2 separate regions of the Mus musculus genome follow, and region 2 is linked to region 1. Evidence: chromatin contacts called from public promoter capture Hi-C data. All regions are on one chromosome and are shown on one strand. Each heading gives the region's core, a stretch centred on a gene start, on an enhancer-like site or on the middle of the called end of the contact. The rest is flanking DNA. Distances are from core to core; before and after follow the strand shown.

The links. Capture Hi-C pulls out chosen DNA fragments and counts their contacts.
Region 2: a contact with region 1 is called in a promoter capture Hi-C map of liver. The contact joins the promoter of 4930557K07Rik here to the promoter of P3h3 in region 1. A contact is called at or near these places in 26 of 39 promoter capture datasets (the 3T3-L1 cell line, 3T3-L1-derived adipocytes, the C10 cell line and 16 more), 6 of 15 datasets of contacts at CTCF or cohesin (the NIH/3T3 cell line, embryonic stem cells, large pre-B cells and 2 more), 48 of 484 Hi-C or Micro-C datasets (the AtT-20 cell line, B cells, CD4 T cells and 25 more), 23 of 115 datasets of contacts at active chromatin or transcription factors (DN3 thymocytes, the HPC-7 cell line, bone marrow-derived macrophages and 14 more) and 4 of 9 other capture datasets (adipose tissue, liver, macrophages and 1 more).

What each region holds. Positions count from the first base shown.
Region 1 is chr6:124,856,178-124,859,252 of GRCm38.p6, forward strand. P3h3 (prolyl 3-hydroxylase 3) reads right to left here and starts at 1,540. Exons shown (of 15, transcript NM_013534.5): 1 at 1,019-1,540. The coding sequence starts at 1,510. It overlaps Gpr162 (G protein-coupled receptor 162), which reads right to left. Exons shown (of 5, transcript NM_013533.4): 5 at 2,267-3,043. The coding sequence ends at 2,492. It overlaps Gm32404 (a long non-coding RNA gene), which reads left to right and starts at 1,630. Exons shown (of 3, transcript XR_378023.2): 1 at 1,630-1,743; 2 at 1,830-3,059.
Region 2 is chr6:125,048,419-125,051,493 of GRCm38.p6, forward strand. 4930557K07Rik (RIKEN cDNA 4930557K07 gene) reads right to left here and starts at 1,435. Exons shown (of 4, transcript NR_130997.1): 1 at 1,344-1,435. It overlaps Ing4 (inhibitor of growth family, member 4), which reads left to right. Exons shown (of 8, transcript NM_133345.2): 8 at 1-846. Acrbp (proacrosin binding protein) reads left to right here and starts at 1,509. Exons shown (of 10, transcript NM_016845.2): 1 at 1,509-1,634; 2 at 2,016-2,231; 3 at 2,429-2,523; 4 at 2,825-2,942. The coding sequence starts at 1,592.

The sequences.
Region 1 (3,075 bases), core at 290-2,789:
TGTGTGTGTGTGTGTATGGTGGGTGGGGGTGGGATTTTGGACCTCTGTCCTTCACCAGCCTCCCCCAGAGCCTTATGGCAGCCTAGCCAATCAAAACTGGAAACCACCAGATCCCTCGGGAGCCAGAATGTTGGGCTCCCCAGGACTCTGGTACAGAAAGGAGATATGGAAGCGTCAGAGTGGGTGGGCCTCGGGCTGAAGGCCCCAGGATCTCTGTTTTGGAGACAACGAAATGAGAGGCTCAAGTAGATGGGGGAGGGGCGGGGGAGCGGGGAGACCTTGAATGACGAGAATCTGCAGGCCTCTAGGACCCTGGGCTGAGGTGTGTGAAACTAGAGCCCCTCCCGCCTCCAGCCACGTAGGCATCAGCTACCATTCTGGAAACTGCACACTGTCTACTGCCACAGACCCAGATTCCAGCCTCAGCCGTACTTCCTTCTGCAAACTAGCCCCGCTCCTTCAACCTTTCCGAAGCTCGATTCTTCCCCAAGAGAAAGCTCCTACTCAAACGCCCACTCCTGAACGAACACATGCACTCTCTCTGCCTGTCTCTCTCTCTCTGTCTCTGTCTGTCTGTCTGTCTCTCTCTCTGTCTCTCTCTGTCTGTCTCTGTCTGTCTGTCTGTCTGTCTCTCTCTCTCTCTGTGTGTGTGTGTGTGTGTGTGTGTGTGTGTATGGTTTGGGGCACCTCTCCATCTGCTCTTCGTATCTGAAAGGTTGCATTCATTAGCCTAGACCCGCTAAAATAAAACTGCGGAGCCCTCCCAACATATTCGGTCTACTCCCACTCCTCTTCATTCCAATTTGACACGTTCTCCACGCTCTCTCTTGACCCTCCCTCTGCGGCCATCGCAAGTCCTGGCCACGTTTCAATGGTACCCACACAAGAGTAGAACTCCGTTATCCGCCCTCCAAGGCTCCACCCCCGAGTCCGGGCGGCGAGCATCCCGCCCTCTCCTGGTCAGCTCCCAGTAAGACAGTCAGTAGGCTTGGGGTAGCACCCTGGCCGGCCCCCGCACCTGGTAGTAGGCCCTCTGCAGGTAGTTGTAAGGCTCCCGCCGGCGGAAGGCATCCCGCAGCGCGCTCCCCACGCGGAGCCGCGCCGCGCCCCCCGGGCCCAGCCTCCGCACCGCGCACTGGGTCAGGCACTCGGCGCGGCGGAGCGTGGCGCGCAGGAGCAGCGGTTCCCAGACCCCGGGCCCGGAGACAGGATGTGGGGCTCCGAGGAGCTGGGAGGGGAGCGCGGCGCCCGGCTCGGCCGCGCAGCTCGCCCCGCACTCCTGGCGCGCGCGGCCCAGCGCCGCCCGGCTCCGCAGCGCCTCTCGCAGCAGCGCCACTGCGGGCGCCCAAGCCCCGGCCGAGTAGGCTCGCAGCCCGTCCGCGTAGAGCAAGTCGGGGGCCTGGGGAGGCGACCCCGGTGACAACTGAGCCAGGCCCGGGGGCTCGGGAGGCTCGGGGGACCCCGGGGGAGGCAGCAGCAGCAAAAGCAACAACCGCAGGAGCCGGAGCATGGTGCCAGAGTCGCGGGCCCACCGCCGAAGGGAAATGCGGAGACGGGAGGGAGGGAGGGAGAGGAAGGAGGGGGGGTAGGGGGAGGAGAAGGAAGGAGAGATGGAGAAGAGGAGGGAGAGGAAGAGAGAGGGAATGAGTGATGCCAAAGAAACCTGCTGGATTTAGGCCTGCCCCTGGGAAAACCGAAGTGAGACGGAGTGAGAAATCCGAGGGACACATGGGTCTAGTGTGGGTAAGAAAGGGAAATGGAGAAAGAAGGGTGAAATAGGGCTCCTGGCCTGTGACGTGGGGGTAACTTCGTTTCCGTCCATCCTTGAGTCCTGGAAAAGGATTGTGGACGCCCCTCACACGTTCATCTACCCACGCTCCTGCCAACCCACCATGTGAAGATGGATTTTCGAAACGCTGCCTGGAAGAGGGTGACTCCGTGTTTGGGACACCAATTCTGGCACCAAAACTTTTCTACTCAGAAACTGAGCGCCCAGACGCATTTAGGGGAGATGGGAATTGAGTACTTTTTACTAATTTAAGCAAAGATCCTTCCCATTCAAACTAACACACTCTAGTGTCCCTTGCTCCACCCCAGGATCTTACGCTCCTACGCCCATTTCTCCTATGTCTGTCTGCGTCGTATTGGGCCGTCTCTTTCTATACCTCTTCCCCCTGCCCTTTATCCGGTTTGTCCTCTAGCCACTTTCCCTCGCCCAAGCCACTGACCATTTGCCCCCCCTCCCCGCAAACGCTGAACATCAAGGTTTCCACGGCAACTCAGCCTTTTAATACATTTTGCTAGGGGTGAAGACGGGTGCGTTGGGTATCTGGTCACTTGGATGGGAGAGAGCTGGGGCTCTAGAGCCCGGATGTAGGCCCCCCCCCCCCCATCTCCCTGGAGGCAGCTGCCATAGACTCAGGGCCAGGATGAGGCATACTCACTCGCTCGTGCCTCCCCCCCCCCTCCAGTGAAGCAGGCCTATGCGGCCTCACAGGGTCAACTGGGGGAAGATGGGGTTACCTGGCCCCCAGGGTCTTCCCCAAGCCCTTGAACTCCCTTCGCTCCCGGTCAGGGAACAGCGTCTTCCTGCACTTAACCCCAAAGGAAGTCCAACGGCTCGGCTATCCGGAGACCCAAGGGAGAGCCGTCGAGGTGAAAAACCCAGTGGTCTAGGCCTACGAGGAGAGGGTCCTGGTGACGCAGTTGGAGAAGGCAGAGGTGTCTCATCGATGAAGGTGGTGATCTCCTCCCGGAAAAAACCGGGACCTCGTGGGGGTCCCCCACCCGACCCCAGAACCCCACTTTCTAGAAACTGTCGAAGGCTGGCCAAGCCCCCGCCTTCAGCCTCTTCCTCATCCTCCTCATCCTCCAGCCTGTGTCTCTGTCCCAGGTATTCTGGAGGGCCTCCGAGGGCTCGGCTCTGGGCTGGGAGGATCCGGATATCATCCGATGAGGACCACTTGTGCAGGAAGGAGCCTGGTGCCCGAGGAGTAGAAAAGATGTTGGTCTCATCGTGGGATAATCGTCGGGACAAAGGGACCTGGGAAGAGGAGCAGGTGAGACCTGGAGATG
Region 2 (3,075 bases), core at 185-2,684, 190 kb after region 1:
TTCCATTACAGACTTCTGCATCCCCCTGACCTGGGCTAGTGGACAGAGTGGAAGGCCTGTGCTGGGGACGGGGGGCCCAGGGAGATGTGGACAGTGCGGTACCGTCATCCCTCTCCCTCCTCCCCACTCGGTGCTGAGGCTGCATCCAAACCCCAGTAGGGAGGGTGCTGCAGCCAGTGACGGTATGTGCTCTCCTCCCGCCTCTCCCAGAGGGAAGTAATCTCACTCACTGTCCTTTTGCCTCCTTGGTGAGGTTGGTGCTGTATTTCAGAGGGAGGGTCCTCTTCATTCCCCTTGCTTTGACTTAAGGACTGGGGCAGTGGAGTGGGGCACTTTCCCAGTCCCCTCACTCCTCCTTCCCCCATTGGGAGCTAGGCAGGACAGACTGCCTTCTCTGCACTCTTCCTGTTCTCCATGGGGAGGGGTCTTCTAGGTCATTTGGGCAGTGGCCTAGTTAAGTGGTTACTCCAACCTCTATGGCCCGGGGATTTATGCTGACTCTGAATGGGAGAGGGGCAAGGTAGACCGCAGGTTACTCACATGTAAAAGGAGTTGGGGTAGGTAAATAAAAGCTATCCATGCTAGCCTGCTGTGTTTATTGTAGAGACTGTTTAAGTATATGTGGTAAGCATTCTTTTCGCATCCTCTGGATTGGATGAGAGGCAGGAAGATGGCTTGCCAGAAATAGGACAAGACATAAAACCCAAAATGGTCCTGTCCTGTGGTGTCCACAGCTTCTCCACCTGGAGGAGTGCCTTGCATCGGGGGACTCAGAATTTTGTAATTACGAATCTCCTCTCCGTGAAACACCTTTAACCCAATTCCAATAAATCATGTATTTGCTTTATATGTGTGTGCGGTGATAGTATTAGCTTGATTTCTTCTAAATACAAAATAGATACAAACAGGTATTTTCTCCCCATCTCCCTATGAGTTGTGTTGGTCCCCTCCCTCTTGAAACGGTATCCCTTGGACCACTGAACCATCCTTTCATGTGTGCTCGCCTTGGTCAGCCCTGCTTCATTTTAACTTTGGGCCTGTTTCCTACGGAAGAGGTGTCCTCCCTAGTTCCTACCCCTCCCTGCCTTCCTTTCAGACATCCAGCTCTGCTGCCCACAGTGCTGCCTATACTCAACAGCCAGGTCTCCACAAAACCGCGGATGTTGCTTCGCAAAACCCACCATCTTTATCTGAAGAAGGGGTCATAGTACACACCTCCTGGGTCTAGGGGTTAAGTGGCAGGAAGTAGCGCGCAGACCCGGGGTTACAGCTAGGAGAAATTAGGAGCAGGATTTTAGGTTCACTTCCCGGCAACACAAAAATAAATTCGAAAAAAGTGGTACCGAGCAATAGAGGTCCTACGCTGTTGAAGACCGACTGGAAGGGCTGCTGTAGCCTGTGGCTCCTGACATGGCCCCCTTGTCCTTGGTCTGCTACTGGTGCAGCTCAGAGGAGTTCACCTCGTGGCCTGGCCCCGCCCTCACCTTCTGTGACGTAGCAGCCGCGCCTCCTGCCTTCTTCGCGCTAGCAGCGAGGCTCGGCCCGTTGGAGGTCGCTTTGTTGTGAAAACGCGGGTGGATCTTCCCAGGCCATGATGAATCTAGCTGCTGGCTTCCTTCTGATGCTTCTGGAAGGTGAGAGGCTACGCTTGGCCCATTTGGAAGCTGCTGTGGTCTGAAAGCGCAGGTGGATCTTCCCTGGGGCTCCCTTATGCTCCTGAAGGGCCCTGAGCCCCCTCCCTTTTTTTTAATGGGTTTTGAGACAGCTGTCTCCAGGTGGTTGAGTTGTACCTGATCCGAGCTTGGTTGGTTTTTTTATCTATTGTCCCTTGAAGCCTTCCACTGTAGTCATCAGGCATCACCCAAGACACACACACACACACACACACACACACACTCCAGTTCTTAGTTCATTGTCGGGGAGTGGGAGGGTCTACTTCTAGCCTGGGTCTGGCCACTGGACCCCAAGTGCATTGTGGGTTAAGGTCCATTCTTGTCTGTCCCCCTACCCTGCAGTGCTGCTCCTGCCTGGAACACCTCTTTCCGCTGAGGAATCTCCAGCCTCCACTCCAGGCAGCCCTCTCTCGTCCACTGAGTATGAACGCTTCTTCGCCCTGCTGACCCCAACCTGGAAGGCAGAGACCACCTGCCGCCTCCGTGCCACCCACGGCTGCCGGAACCCCACTCTCGTTCAGTTGGATCAATATGAAAACCACGGATTGGTACCAGATGGTGAGGACCAGGCCGGTGGGAAAACCTAGGCATCCCGGGGTCACCTAGGCTTGGGGCAAAAGCTTCGTGCTCATATGAGAGTCGGGAGAAGGAGATAGCTGGCAGCTCACCCCAGAACCTGTTCTCATTCATGGAGACCTTGACTCAGCCCTGGCCTTCCTGTAACCAGCCTCTCCATGGGTGCTCTCCTTCCTCAGGTGCTGTCTGCTCCGATCTCCCTTATGCTTCCTGGTTTGAGTCCTTCTGCCAGTTTGCTCAGTATCGTTGCTCCAACCATGTCTACTATGCCAAGGTGAGAAAGGTTGCATCTGGTGATCCGGGGCCAGGGGAGCGCGGTGGGGCTGGGAAGTTGAGGAAGGACTCTGGGAAGGTCTTCACTGTAGCGCAGGCTCTGTCAGTTTGCCACGGTAGGTATAGTCTCACCACGGATGTTCAGGCTGCCTGAACCACCCTCATTACTGTGAGTGACGGAGAGAAGAGATACAGGAAAAGGCAGAGTCATTATGCCCTTCCCTTGCTTCCAAAAGGTCCTCGCTGGGGTAGGAGTGGCTGCTTATGGGGAAAGGCGTTCCAATTCCCTTCTTTCCTTGCAGAGGGTCCGGTGCTCCCAGCCCGTCTCCATCCTATCCCCCAACACTCTCAAGGAGGTGGAGTCTTCAGCAGAAGTTCCTCCCACTTCCATGACCACCCCCATTGTGTCCCATGCCACAGGTGAGACCTCCCAGAGTGGGGACCGCAGTTCCCAGCCCTAGCTTGGCAGCTTGCAAGTCTGTAACTCCAGTCCTGGGAGATCCAACGCCCCCTTCTGGCCTCCACAAGCACTGCATGAATCCAGGCAAAACAC